Linked DNA regions of Mus musculus: region 1 is linked to region 2. The links are chromatin contacts, called in public promoter capture Hi-C maps. All regions are on one chromosome and are shown on one strand. Each heading gives the region's core, a stretch centred on a gene start, on an enhancer-like site or on the middle of the called end of the contact. The rest is flanking DNA. Distances are from core to core; before and after follow the strand shown. Region 1 holds the start of Tpm3 (tropomyosin 3, gamma). Region 2 holds the start of Gatad2b (GATA zinc finger domain containing 2B).

Region 1 (7,210 bases), core at 1,303-3,802, 220 kb after region 2:
TGGTTTTTTTTTTGTTGTTTTTTTTTGAAACAGTGTTTCTCTGTGTAGCCCTGGCTGTCCTGGAACTCACTCTGTAGACCAGGCTAGCCTCAAACTCAGAAATCCGCCTGCTTCTGCCTACCAAGTGCTAGGATTAAAGGCGTGCGCCACCACTGCCCAGCAAATAAATACATCTAGAAAATATATTAGAAAAAAAAAAAAAAAGAAAGAAAGAGAAGAGCAGATGCCTCCCAGCAAAGACTGAACGTGAGCATCTAAATGCGTCCGTCGGGAGTGATCCACTCTGTCCTTTAAGCTGTTTTCCAAAACCAAACATGATTTAAAATAACATCAGCTTCTAGTTTTCTCCTCACCTGGATGCTGAGAACTGTGTATGATATGCCTGTGTAACTGACATATCCTTTTGTTGTTTTTGTTAAAACCCCTATGGGCTAGGTAAATGTAGCTGGTTGGAGGGCTGAATTTAATCCCCAGCACCCCAAATAAAAAATAAACCATCCTGTGGTACTTTTCTTCAAAGCAGATGTCCTATATAGTCTTGTGTTTCTCTTTGCAGCAAACGTCAGTGTTGGAAATGAAGGAAAGTGGGTACCAAACTGTAGTAGGAGGTGGGCAGAGGCAATTCATTTTCGTTTTAAGAGGGGAAAAGGCTCTTAAGAACTATGTAATTTATTCAGGGCTGTAGAGTAAGATCTAGGGGTACTGCCTTAGCCTGCTTCCCAGTTTCTGTTATAGTTCACCCTTGATACGTCACTGCTCTCCTATGATCAGAGTTCTCTGTAGCATCTCTATGGCATAAAGGCAGATGTCCACCTTGGCTAGGACAAATAAACCCATATAGGGCCAAGGTCAGTGTGACCTCCATTTTCTATTGTGAAATCTAAGCTGGCTTTCTTGGGTAACTGAGAGATGAGAGGCTCCCTATTAATACACACATGCACATGCCAAACCTTGTACACAAAAGCTAAGAATGTGGCATGGGGGGGTGGGGGAGTGGATACCTGAGAGCATGCATCTGGATGTGGAGGCCCCTCCTTTGTCCAGGTTCTGGAAAAGGTCATTAGATTACTGCGAAGGAGGTTGAATAGTGCAGAAATGAGATCTCTCTCTCTCTCTCTCTCTCTCTCTCTCTCTCTCTCTCGTGCATGTGTGCTAGTGTAGAACCCAGGGATCCATGCACGTTAGGAAAGCATGCTGCCACTGAACTATGCCCTCAATCTCAACATGTCTTTGAGTAAGAAAGTATACCCCAACAGAAGAGCATGCCAGCGCATTGTCATGTGCAAGAGTATTATGTTGGCATATGTCCCCACAGTCTATGGGTAAGAAGGCAAATAAGCCATCCCCCAATACTCACGTCGGCTGCCTTCTTCTCTGCTAGCTCCAGCTTCTCCTGAGCATCCTTTAAAGCTTCCGAATACTTGTCCAGCTCATCCTCTGTCCCTTTCAGCTTCTTCTGCATGGTTGCTAGTTCATCCTCTAGCTGGAGCCAGAGCCCAGAGAGTAACACACAAAGACATAAACACAACAGTGTATACTTGGACTCCAAAGAGCACTGAGCCCAGCCCCAGGAGAGACACACTTCTTCAGCCATGCTCCAGGCATCAGGCTATGGCTTCACCTCAGACCCTATAATGTCTGGCCCCAAGGTGACCAAGTCATCTGGTGCTTTAATGCAAGACTGTTGAATGATAAACATCTAGTGGGGAAGCTTATTTCTGTGATGTTACAGAGAGAGACAGAGAGACAGAGAGAGTTGGATCATTCCTTACCCTTTGCTTTAGAAGTAAGACATTCTTCAAAATGTGGTCTACTTCTACTTAAGTCCTGCAGGCACACTGTGGCTAGGAAGAGGCCACCGGCTTTCTCAAGGTCACATGACAGTGCAAAGGGGCTACCCTAAAGCAATGGTGCTCAGCCTTTCTAGTGCTGAGACCTTTTCATACAGTTCCTCATGTGGTGGAGACCCCCACGCATAAAATTATTTTCATTGCTATTTCATAACTGTTAATTTTGCTACTGTTTAAATCATAATGTAAGTATCTGTGTTTTCTGATGGTCTTAGGCAACCCCTGTGAAAGGGTTAATGACCCAAAGGGGTCTCAACTCTCAGGTTGAGAACTGCTGCCCTAGATGTTCAGGGGGAGGGGCTTCATTGAGACTGGGGCATTCCTCCCACCCAAAAAAGAAGCTGGCCCAGTGGTCACTGCCTCTCCCATGAACCCCCTGCCCCTCTGGCTGCCTTGAAACTCAGCCTCCTGAGTGCTGGGATTACAGGGGTGTGTGCCACCATTGCCTGGACCATCTCTGTCTTGCAACCAGCAAGTGGGAAAGGTCCATACCAGCACCTACCTGCTTGCTTCTTTCTTCTGCCTGTTTCTGCTCAGCTTCAGCTTGCTCAGCTCGGTCCAGAACATTCTCTTTGTCTAACTTCAGCATCTGCATCTTTTTCTTGATGGCCTCCATCATGAGCTGTGACCGTTGGTGGGCTCACCTGTGAACACTGGAGAACTGGAGGCTGGGGCCAGAGAGGAAGGGCTGCCACCCGGGTCACTCAAAGTTCCCCAGGTTTGAACCTTTATCTGTGCTTGCGGCTCCACCTCTTCTTCCTAACATGGTCTTTCTAGCTCCCTCCCATCCCTTCACTGTTCCCCTGGGGGAACACAGGGTCAGACACATTGATAGACTGACATCACCAGCAAGAAAAAAAAAATTGAGGAACAGCTGAGGCTGATTTTAGACAATGGAAAGTGGGGGTGGGGGAGGTTCTCCCTGACCTTGAAACTTTCCACTCGTTCTTGGCAGCTCTGTGGGTCCCTCAAAAGTAGAGGAACAGAAGAGGGGGGAACACTGAAGCACAGAAGGGTACTTTAGCAGTTCTCGCCACCAGAGGGGTCCTAGTAGCCTTCAGATCTCTCATTCTCCCCTTGGACTATATTGGATATGGACCAAACTCTACTGGTTTGGTCTTTGGATTCCTGGTATCTAAGGAGCGTGGTCAACAGTGACGATGGGAGGTCACTCATGATCGTTGACAATTCCCCCAGATTGACAGTTGGGATTGCTGGGCTATTTTGGGATTCTCTAATAGGCAAGGAGACATTAGTCTGTAAAGGCCATAGGATAAAGTTGAAGGCCTGGGATCTGAAAGGGTATCTCAGGGTGTCAAGTGGGATGAGAAACAAGGAGGTCACAGAACAGGATCACGTTTTCTCATAGCGACCTTAAAATAGAAGGTCTGACATACTGAAGACTGTCGCTTTCCTCTACTCCTCTTCAACTGCTCCCTCTGTGGCCCCCTCCCCAGCCCGCTGTCCACCATGCCATTATAGTGTCCACCAGCTCTACTTCCCCCAGTGTAGTGCCAGCTATGCTCATAATTCCACTTGGAATCTTGCTATTGACAGGTGGCAATTGATCCCATACACAGTTGCCATATACCCATCTATGCCAGAGGAGTGGACACTGTTCAAGGTGACCGGACTGGAGCTAGCAGAGCAAGTAGAAGTGGTTCTAATTAATTCATAATGTCAAGGATAGTTAGTGTTGAGGCTAAACCACAGCAGTGTGGGACCGGAGTCAAGCATCAGGGTGGGGGCAGGGGCAGAGCCGGCTCCCTCTCGAGAGCCTCCCTGTTAAGAACAGACTGATACTAACAGACTGGGAGGAGAGACTTCCAGCTAACTGTTGGAAGAAAGCAAAGAAAACAAGCACCCCCAATTGAGAGGCCAGTCAGGAAAAGGGGACAAGAGAGAACCAGAGAAAGGACATGTATGGGTTGATAGAGAAGAGGGCAATAGAGAGGAGAAAAAGACAAGAGCAGAAGACAAGGAGGAGAGATACATCCTTTCTACCATAGGGGGCAAGATATATGAAGAGTTGCTCCTCAAATTTCAGCTCTCTCCCACTTCCACATGAGCCTTCCGGGTTAACATGGGCTCTATATACATCTCTTTTAGGAGAGTTGTGGAGAGAAATTTAGTTAGAAAAAGAATCGCCAGGCACGGTGGTGCATGCCTTTAATCCCAGCACTTGGGAGGCAGAGGCAGGTGGATTTCTGAGTTCGAGGCCAGCCTGGTCTACAGAGTGAGTTCCAGGACAGCCAGGGCTACACAGAGAAACCTTGTCTTGAAAAACAAAAAACAAACAAACAACAACAACAACAACAACAACAAAGAACTGATACTTTTAGCCGGGCAGTGGTGGTGCATGCCTTTAATCCCAGTACTTGGGAAGCAGAGGCAGGCAGATTTCTGAGTTCGAGACCAGCCTGGTCTACAAAGTGAGTTCCAAGACAGCCAGGACTATACAGAGAAACCCTGTCTAGAAAAACAAAACAACAAACAAACAAATCATGGGGCTGGTGAGATGGCTTAGCAGGTAAGAGCACCGACTGCTCTTCTGAAGGTCCTGAGTTCAAATCCCACAACCACAGGGTGGCTCACAACCATCTGTAACGAGATCTGATGCTCTCTTTTGGAGTGTCTGAAGACAGCTACAGTGTACTCACATATAAATAAATAAATAAATAAATAAATAAATAAATAAATAAATAAATCTTTTTAAAAAATCATAGGGCTGGAGAGATGGCTGAGCGGTTAAAAGCACTGACTGCTCTCTTCCAGCGGTCCTGAGTTCAATTCCTGCAACCACATGGTGGCTCACAATCCTCTGTAGTGGGATCTGATGCCCTCTTCTGGTATGTCTGAAGACAGCAAATATATATATATACATATACATATATATATATAAAATAAAAAATAATGTAATAACCTGGGTCTATAGCTCAGTGGTAGAGTATTTGCTTAGTGAATATGAGGTGTTGGGTCCCATCACCAACATTTTACAAAAAAACAAAAAAGGAACAAAAAAAAACAAGCACTGGGTATGGTGGCATGTGCCTTTAGTCCCAGTGCTCAGGCGGCAGAGGCAGAGGCAGGAGGACTTCTGTGAGTTTGAAGCCAGCCTTGTCTACATAGTGAGCTCCAGGACCACCAGGGCTATGTAGGAAAACCCTGTCTTGAAAACAAACCAGAAAGTCAGGCAGACAAGAGTCTCAGAGCCCCAGGGGCTGACGGAGCCAAGGAGGTGGTGCCAAGTCTCCTTACTGCTGTGAGAGTATGCTTGACATTCAGTTGGTTCATAATTTAACAACCCAATATCAAACATATCACACAGAAGCAGGCAGGCAAACTCTGGTCGTCATCGGCCCCTCCCCTCTCTGTGAAGAAAGGTCAGGGAGACGAACCAGAGCCTCACCATGTACAGGAGGAAACCCATCTTCAAGGGCACTGACCCTTGTGGTCTTTCACTCCCCAAATATGGTCTTGGTTATCTGTCCTTCATGCCGTCCCCACCACAACCCCTCTTCTACTGTGTTCAGTGTGTGCTGGATCATGTTTTTGTAATTCAAGAACACTGGGCAGGGCTTCATATCCGGGCACCTACCGTTTCCCGAAGCTCCCACACAACTCTTCTCCTCCCTGTTGTGTGACAGCACCAGCTTCCAGAGGATCACCATGTCAGCAGCGCCTCAGAAGCTTTGCCACCTGCCTTTCGATGCCACCTCAGCTGCCCAGGGCTTTCCGGGGGGTAAGGTTAGGGGTTTGCATCTCCTCTACTTTCTCCTTTCCAACCAAACTTCTAACGTTCCCAGATTTCTTTTCTCCTGTGAGACTGCTCAGTCTTCTCAATGGACTCCAACTTCATAGCTTCAAGTCAACAGGAGTTCCAGAAAATGTTTGCAATGTGGGGCTGGTGCTTGTACCATCTGGGTCCTTGTTTCCTCCTCATGACCTTAAGGCATCCTCCTTCAAGGTACCATTGGGTGTCCAGAACAGAAAAGCTATTGCACTCACAGGCTTCAGTCTGGGCTCCAGACTAGCAGACTCCCAGCTTCTCCTTCCTGGCTGAATTGAAACTAAGGCTTTTAGATCAAGAGCAAGAGGGAACTGCTTCTGTCAGGAGGCAGCCTGCAACCCTCAGGACTCCCATTCCTTTCTACAGCTTTCTGTCACCAGAGGTCCGGGGCTGCCTTCTCCAAGGCTCTTCCTTCATAGGGATTCAACCTGGTTATTTTTCCCCCTCTTGGAGAGAATTGGGTCTGTTGAGTGCCATTTGGCTGATGCTTCACTCACTGTGGCAAAAAGGAGCCCAAGTTATAGCTGCACGGGGGCTGGGAAAACACTCTTTATCAGTCCTCAGGCATGTTCCATGTGTCCTTGCTCCCATTAATTCTGACATCTCCCTCCCCCACACAACTTCACAGTGACTTTGTCTTAGATCAATAACATGTCCCAACAACCAATCAATTCCAATTAATTGGATGTGGCACTTGCCTCCCAGGGAAAGACTAATAAATGTGACTAAGCCCCAAGTTAGGTGCTTGTGGTATTTTGTCTTTTCTCTTTTGTAGTTCCCAAAGTCTGAGTGTGTGTATGAAATATTTATATTCTTGCCCTCCACTTACTGATGTTACCCCTCATCTCTCAAGTTCTATTTTTCCCTCCTGAGAGCCTTGGCCATAATGGGAAACAGAAAGGAGGAAGAGAGGCTGGAAGGAGACTAGAAAGAATGGAAGACTCCCCAAATGAGGGTAGCAGACACCTTTAACTGCAGTACTTGGAAGGCAGAGGCAAGAGCAGCTCTGGAGTTTGAGGCCAGCCTGGTCTACATAGTGAGTTCTAGGACAACCATGACTACATAGAGAAAACTTGACTCAAAAACAAACCCAAACAGAATTGAAGTTTAGGGTACTATAGGAACAGAGAAAGGTTGGGCATATTGGTGTGGGAGGTGCGGCTCTCTAGGAAGACTGGGTGGCGCAGTTAAGAAGAAACACCACACCAACGAAAGTACTTTATCTTTCCTTTTATTTTTATTACACTTTCATATTTTGTGTGGTTGTGTCATGGTGCCCATGTGAAGGTCAGAGGACAATTTCCAGGAATCTGTTCTCTCCTTTATGAGGGTTGATTAACTCAGGTCATCGGGCCTAGTAGGAAGTGTCTTTATCCACTGCACCATCTCACAGAGCTCTGCCAGTGGTTTTTAGGCAGCTATTTCAAATAGGTTTAAGTCCCAAGTCACAAGGCCAGGGTGTGACATCAGCTCCAGCAGCAGCATGGACTGGTGGGGTACAATTGAGCGATGTGATGAGTGCACACAGTATTGGCAGGGAGGGTCAGGGAAGATGAGCGCTGTAGTGAGC
Region 2 (7,544 bases), core at 3,584-6,083:
ACTTATAAAGCCTTAATGAGGGGCTGAAGAGATGGCTCCGTGGTTAAGAGCACCGATTGCTCTTTCAGAGGTCCTGAGTTTGATTCCCAGCAACCAAATGGTGGCTCACAACCATCTGTAATGGACACCCACCCTCTTCTGCTGTGTCTGAAGACAGCACCAGTGTACCCATAAATACATAAAATAAATCTTTAAAAAAAAAAAAAAAAAGCCTTAGTGACCATGTGTCATTCCTCTCCTACCCAAGGAACTCACTGATCAGTGAACACTGAGGAAAAGAATCCCTGCTTCACCAACTGAAACTGGCGAAAGTCCCCAAACAAGTTAGAGAAAAACCTTCAGATTATGGAATATAAGCAAAAATAGATACTTTCTCCCCCAAAGCCATTCTTTTTCACAAAAACAAATTCCTTTTCCATACTTAGCCAAAATTAATTGATCTGCAACTGTGTGGCATCATGTTGATGGGATTTTTCGCAAGCAATAAGCAGGTGGACAGTGTTATGCTAGAACCAGAGTTGGAGTCAATCTAGGTTGTGTATTTTTAAATACCTTTCCTTCCAATGTGCCTCACAAAATGCCTGATACTGTACACTGACATCTAAGGACACTGGGCTATAAATCCTGCAAAGGTCTAGGAAACAAAGCCCTTTGAACACACTTATGGCTCAATTTTATGATTTTCCTAGCAGTTATTTTCATCAACCAAATCTGTTTTGACTTTTCTCAACACGCCAAGCAAAATGAGCCTCCTAAGTTAAGTGCAGAAGGGCTGCTTGTTAGCTTGTCTCCTAAAAGGGTGGCTAACAGAGAATATGCTCCAGAGTCTAGAACCAGTACAGCACAGATGCTGTTTCCCTACACAGCTTGAGGAGAAGGGAAAAAAAATCAGTTAAGTGGAGGTGAGAGGTCTGTTTGGCAAACAACATAGGTAACTGCTTAAAAGGAGGAGAGCCAGGAGTGCTAGAACACAAATTTAACCCCAGCACTCAGGAGGCAGAGGCGGATAGATGGATTTGAGTTCTAGGACAGCCTGGTCTATAGAGCCAATTCAATGACAGCCAAAGCTGTGTAAAGAAACTCTTGTCTCAAAAAAAAAGACAAGGAGCTAGAGATGGCTCAGTAGCTAAGAGCACTGGTTGCTCTTCCAGAGGTCCTGAGTTCAATTCCCAGTAACCACATGGTGGTTCACAACCATTTGTAATAGGATCTGATGCCCTCTTCTGGTGTGTCTGAAGACAGCTACAGTGTACTCATATAAATAAATAAATCTTTAAGAAAAAAGAAAATGAAAAGAAAAAAGACAAGGGACTCCTGAAATGTTAGCCTTTCTGAGCACAATGACACCTTTTCAACCTTCAAACTTTTTTATCCCCTTTATTCCAAGGCAGGGTTTCTCTGTATTGCCGTAATTGTTCTGAACTTGCTCTGTGGACCAGACTGGCCTCAAACTCACAGAGCTCACAGAGCTCCACCTACCTCTACCTCCTGAGTGCTGGGATAAAAGTGTTCACCATCACCACCCAGCTGTAACTGCACTTTTTTTTTTTTTTGGTTTTTTGAGACAGGGTTTCTCTGTGTAGCCCTGGCTGGCCTCGAACTCAGAAATCCACCTGCCTCTGCCTCCAATCTAGAGTGTCCAGTAGGCCTAGTGGAACCAAGAGAAAGTGACAGAGAAACTCCACCACCCACAACAAAGAGGGGAAAACACAAAACACACAAGCCTTTTTTTTTTTTTTTTTGAGGAAGGGTGTAAGAGAGCTCAAAAGTGATATAAAACAGAAGATGACCTTGAACTCCTGATTCCCAGCTGAGGATGAAAGGCCTATGCCAGCTTTTTTGTTTAGGGTTGTTTTGAGAATGTGTCTTAATTCAGTAGCTCTAGCCATCTTGAACTCACTATGTAGTCTATGCTGCTTCAAATTCAAAGAATCCTCCTTCAATTTCCCAAGTGTTGGGATTACAATCATGACTCTAGAAAACACAAACTCTAGAAAGTACTATAGACTTATGAGGGTTAGAAAAAAAATTCCACACATCTCTCTGCACCCTGTTCCCCTATGCTAAACACAGTCTAAGTTATTGCCAGGATTTATATTTGAAGGGCTGATCAGGGAACCAAGATAATTTTGTTTCTAGACAAGTATTTAATGTAGCTTCTATTCAAACCCTGTTGAGACTGCATCTAAACAGGAAGTTAACAGACATGACATAATTAGGGGAAGCAAACTACGGTGCCATAAAGATGGATACTGATGTCAAGCACAAATCACTCTCACCTCATTAAAAATATTCTCAACTAAAGAATAGGCAGTTTAGCCGGGCGTGGTGGCACACGCCTTTAATCCCAGTGCTTGGGAGGCAGAGGCAGGCGGATTTCTGAGTTTGAGGCCAGCCTGGTCTACAGAGTGAGTTCCAGGACAGCCAGGGCCACACAGAGAAACCCTGTCTCGAAAAAAACAAACAAAAAACAAAACAAAACAACAACAAAGAATAGGTAGCGTAAAAATCTATATAAACCTCATCTCTTCTCTAGTCATTCAACCTACAGGTCCAGCCTTCTGTTAATACCTACCTCTTCCAAATCACTGCCCCCAGACTGAAAAATCTATCAATCATACCGGACAAATACTCACCATGGCCTATTTATAGACTTATCTTCTTAAAAAGCCCAAGGAAAAGTCTATGCGTGACCCAGCCCAGCATCTGTGGTATGACATTTCCAACAGATATATCTTCCTGCCCTCAGAATGAGCTTAACCCCTCCAGACCACTGTCTTTAATATCACCAGAAGTTGCCTCCTTACCAATCAAGCACACACACAACTGCTGCTACTCTAAAACAATATTCTCTCTCTCTTCCTCCATCCCCAGGGTGTCAGATCCCCTGAAACTAGAATTATAGACAGTTTCAGACAGCCTTGTGGGTGCTGGAATTGAACATGAGTCCTCTGGAAGAGCAGTCAGTACTCTTAACCCGAGCCATCTCTCCAGCCCCCTTCTAGGACAATTCTTATCAAGACTTCTCCTGCACCAAAAATCAAAAGTGGTCATCAGACTTCAAGAAAGAATGTAAGCCCATGTATCAAAGAAAAAGCAATAAAGAAATCACTCAACTCTCAAACAGGATAATCAACAACTTACAGACACTAATACAGAGGCCAAAAAACTTCAGTCATGGCTGTAGTAAAGATAAGATGGTTGGAGGACAGAGGTGGAAGGGGAAGATTTCTTCTTATTTTCATCTGTGCCACATTCATCTGTTGTCTATTTAAATTATAATTTCTGGAAAAGGAACGGCTCCAAAAAACTACAAAAGCTCTTCTCCAATCCACATGGATCAAAAACCTACTTTTACTCCAACTTCAAGCACTATTTCAAATCTTGCTGGGTAGGCATGAAAACACTGCCTCTCTTTGCTAAAAGATGATTTAATTTATATTATTCCCACCTCTGAAGCACACACACAAAAGCCCTTCAAGTAACTACCAGATGAGAACACTGGTTCTCTCCAGAAGAGAACAGGGAAACACTGCTAACTTCAGCATCCACATGCTACCTACCCACCAGTAAAGCCGCCACCTCCATCTCAGGACCAGTCCTTACGAAGGAACATCTTATGCTTAGAGTGAATCTGGTGCTGGGGATGAACTCAAAGAGGGCACCATACCTTTATAGAGCGGGGAAGCTGTCCGGGACAGCGATTAACACCTAAATCTCTTCATTCACAGGAGTAACTAGCTCCTTCAGGTAACTGAGCCCAAGGAGGCAAAAAGTACTCTAAGTCCCGACTTGGTCCGGAAGAGTAAGTTCTAGTTCCATCAACCCTCAAGAAGTGAACTGGGAAACAGATCCAGCGAATCCCAGAAGCCCAGCTGAGAAAATGGGTGGTTTAGTTGCTACACGAGGTAAGTAACCCACGCAAGTCAAGACAATTCCCTTTTCTTACGGAGGGCAAGGGAACGATGGACGACGAAATAAAGGGGTAAGGTTCTGCACTCCTGAGCCTGTCCCCCCCCCCAATAAAGATAATTATCCAGTGCTTCCTCCACCCTTAAGGATCCCCTTTTCGTCCTATCCGCCGTCAAACATAGGACTCAGTGCAGGGAGCGGCCCCCGCACCCCGAGGGCACTACTGGGGGCGGAGAGTTAAAAACACGGAGAGGAGGACGCTCCGGAGAAGAGGGGAGCATGGCGGGCATGAGGTACTGAGTGAAAAGGGGGATGGCGAGGGAAACGGGGAGCGAGGGAGGGGAGAAAGAGTAAAAAGCGAAGACACGAAGGGACACCAGCCGGGTCGCGCGAGGCCTAAGTGAAAGACCAGGGCGCGCGCGCGGGGGGGAGGGGAAGAGGTGAAGGGGAGCGCGAGGCGGGGGCGCGCGGGCCGGGCTGGGGGAGGGGACGCCAGGCGGGGGCGCGCGGGCGGGCGTCGGCTCGCGGGCGCTTCCCCTCCCCCCGCCCTCCACCTTTCCCCTCCCCCACCGCCGCCTTCTCGCAGCCTCGCTCCCTCCGTCGCTCCTCACCGCCCCCGGGCGGGCTGGCGGGCTGGCGGGCTGGCGGCCAGGCTGGCCTAGGCCAGAGCTCCTCACCTGGCAGCGGCGGCGGAACTCCCGACCAGGTCGCTTCCTCAGGCGGCTGTGAAGGCGTCGAAAAAGGAGGCGGCGACGGCACAGTGGGATCCAGACCCCACTGGCGGGTCCGGGAGCGGGGGTGGGGGAGGGGGCGGGCCGGGTCGGGGAGGGCGGGCGGGCGGAGCAGACACTGCGGTACAGACAGGGGCAGCAGCGGCGGCGGCGGCTGCACCGGCGGCGGCGGCACCACACAAACAAGGACGCTGATTGGGCAGCTGCCAAGCGCCTTGACTCCGCCTTAACCACACGCCACGACGGCCATTGGAGGAACTTAGCCGGCTACCCGCCCTCCTCTTCTTGCTCCTACCAATTGAAAGCGGGATACCAAGACTTCACCCCACCCTTGAGGAATGGGTGGCTGGAGAAGTAGTGATTGGCGTTAAGAAAATCCAATCATAAATGGAGAAGGGGGATGGTCTAGCGGGGGCGCGTTAATGGGTACCTCGGCCAGTCCCAGACACATCCGGGTCTTCGACAGCCCATTAAGTGTCGGGGGTCAAAAAATCGCTTCAGGCTGCAGCTTTACCTTGTAGACGTTTTGGTCCCCTGGCAGCCGCCGTACCACCTAGTCTCTTAAAACCGGGATTCTCCTTTGACAGGCTCTCATTCTTTCTCGTCTAAAGATGGAGACCGGGAACGGCGCTGGGCTCTGTGTTTGGGTGGGTGGTGTTTCATCGCGACAGAATCCATGAATTTAAGGACAGGACTAGCTTTAGGAGCTCTGGCCTTGTCTTTCTGGGGTGTGGCCTGCCCCGTTCTGCCCAAGGCCTTGGGACTCGTGTGTTAATTTACTTCTGACCGGTCCTTTCCTGGTTGTACCGTAACAGCACAAAGAAAAAACAAACAATTAGCTAAATGTACTGAATTTATGGTGTATACTCTGGGATCTGGTCTTTTTCTGTTCACAGTGAGGATACAGCTTCCCACCCCACCCTATTGCACTAGCTAAGTCAAGGCCCGGGTTCTTTTGCTAGCCTGGCTATCTCCTACTTCCTCCAAGAGGTTAGACCCGCCTACATTCTACGTTTCTAGAACACCATGAATATTCTTTCTGAGCGCCCTAGAAATGAGAACTAATTATCACAAAAATAAACACATTGAAAGAATAATAACTTTTTGGGGGAACAAGAACAATGAATTCTTACTCTCTGTGAGGCAAGTACTGGCCATCCTATCTTACAGATGAGGACAATAAGGTATCGATTAAAAGACAAAGTTACACATGTGACAGACTTGAGATTTTAACCCATGTGTACTAAGGAACAGGGTCAGATTAAGCAACTTGCCAAAGGTAGACAGCAACTGAGCAATGATTAAAAGTCAGATCTAACTAGTGCCAGAGACAGTAGAGAAGACATTTTTTCAAATCACTATGGAAATAAAATTGTAAGCCTGACATGATGGTGCACAAATGTAACTTCACCACTGGGATGCTGAGGTCACAGGTTAGCCAAGGCTAGATATGAAGATGTTTCAGATTCCTTTAAAGGGGGGCTGAAGAGATGGTTCAATAGTTAAGCACTTGTTGCTCCTCAGAGGACCCAGGTACCTATCTGTAATTCCAGTTCAAGGGCTCCATAGCACCCCTCTGACTTCCCTGAGCACCAGGGGCTCCTACAGTGCATACACATTCATGCAAGGAAAACACAGTTTGTAAATACCTAAAAATTAATTTGTTAAGAGTTGACCTAGAGATGGCACACGCCTTTAATCCCAGCACTCGGGAGGCAGAGGCAGGCAGATTTCTGAGTTTGAGGCAAGCCTGGTCTACAAAGTGAGTTCAGGACAGCCAGGACTATACAGAGAAACCCTGTCTCAAAAAACACACAAACAAAAAAACAAAAAACAAGAGTTGTCCTAGAATACTAGTTAGCATGTTCAAAACCCAATACTGCAAATTATATAAATAAAGTTAATTATGATGGAGAGCTGGACATGACAGTGCATGCCTTTAATCCCAACACTTGGGAGGCAGAGGAAGGTGAATCTCTGAGTTCGAGGCCAGCCTGATCTACAGAGTGAGTTCCAAGTCAGCCAGGGCTACACAGAGAAACCGTCTTGAAAAAAAAAAAAAACCGTCTTGAACTTGTGGCAATCCTCCTGCCTCAGTCTCACAAGTGTTGAGATTACAATACTGAGTCACCAGACCTGGACCATACAATTAGTTTGTATTATAAGGTTAAACAAACAAAAAACCTATTTGTATTCAAGTATTGTGTCCAGATAAATAAATAACATAACCTTGAGTTAAAGTATTTAGGTTTAGATCTTGGCTCTGAACCTAACCAGTTCTATGATTGTTGTACAAGTACAGATTCCTTTTTTTTTTTTAATCTATTCTCTTGTTCACCCAACTGTACAAGGAGAGTGCTGAATATAACTCATAGGCTTATTGTTTGGATTATAAAATAACATACCTTTAATATTCTGGGCCATGCCAAGAACAAGAATATAGTATTCAGGATTGGAGAAACAATGGCTCAGCAGTTAAAAACAAAAAACAAAAAAAAACATTGCTTGTCCTTCTAGAAGACCAAGTAGCACCCATGGGGTGGCTTCTGTAATCCAGGGATTTGATGCCCTCTTCTGGCCTCCTCCACAGGCACCAGGCACACAAGTGGTAAACAGACACACATGCAGGCAAAACATCTATACACACAAAATACACTTTTATAAAAATATAGCATTTGATATATACACTCAAGAACTATAAGAATTTTCCTAATGTTCCAATGATTTCACGATTTTAGCTCCAAATTCAGCTTGTTTATATTTTAACTCCATCATCTTCAGCTTTTGCTGACTCTCTTGAGTCACTGAACAAAGGATAAAGCACCTAGTGTAGATCTAAGGTTTACTGTTACAGAAGTCCTACAGTACACTCAACCAGGCACGTACTCTGTGATGTGAGTG

What was found. Capture Hi-C pulls out chosen DNA fragments and counts their contacts.
Region 1: a contact with region 2 is called in a promoter capture Hi-C map of pancreatic islet. The contact joins the promoter of Tpm3 here to the promoter of Gatad2b in region 2. A contact is called at or near these places in 3 of 484 Hi-C or Micro-C datasets (embryonic stem cells and macrophages), 5 of 115 datasets of contacts at active chromatin or transcription factors (bone marrow-derived macrophages, effector CD8 T cells, extraembryonic endoderm stem cells and 2 more) and 3 of 9 other capture datasets (adipose tissue, liver and pancreatic islet).

What each region holds. Positions count from the first base shown.
Region 1 is chr3:90,067,993-90,075,202 of GRCm38.p6, reverse strand. It overlaps Tpm3 (tropomyosin 3, gamma), which reads right to left and starts at 2,552. Exons shown (of 10, transcript NM_001293748.1): 1 at 2,353-2,552; 2 at 1,358-1,483. The coding sequence starts at 2,469. It overlaps 1700094D03Rik (RIKEN cDNA 1700094D03 gene), which reads right to left. Exons shown (of 4, transcript NM_028567.2): 4 at 6,856-7,210. It overlaps Mir190b (microRNA 190b), which reads right to left and starts at 5,183; the gene lies at 5,104-5,183.
Region 2 is chr3:90,290,470-90,298,013 of GRCm38.p6, reverse strand. Gatad2b (GATA zinc finger domain containing 2B) reads right to left here and starts at 4,833. Exons shown (of 11, transcript NM_139304.3): 1 at 4,590-4,833.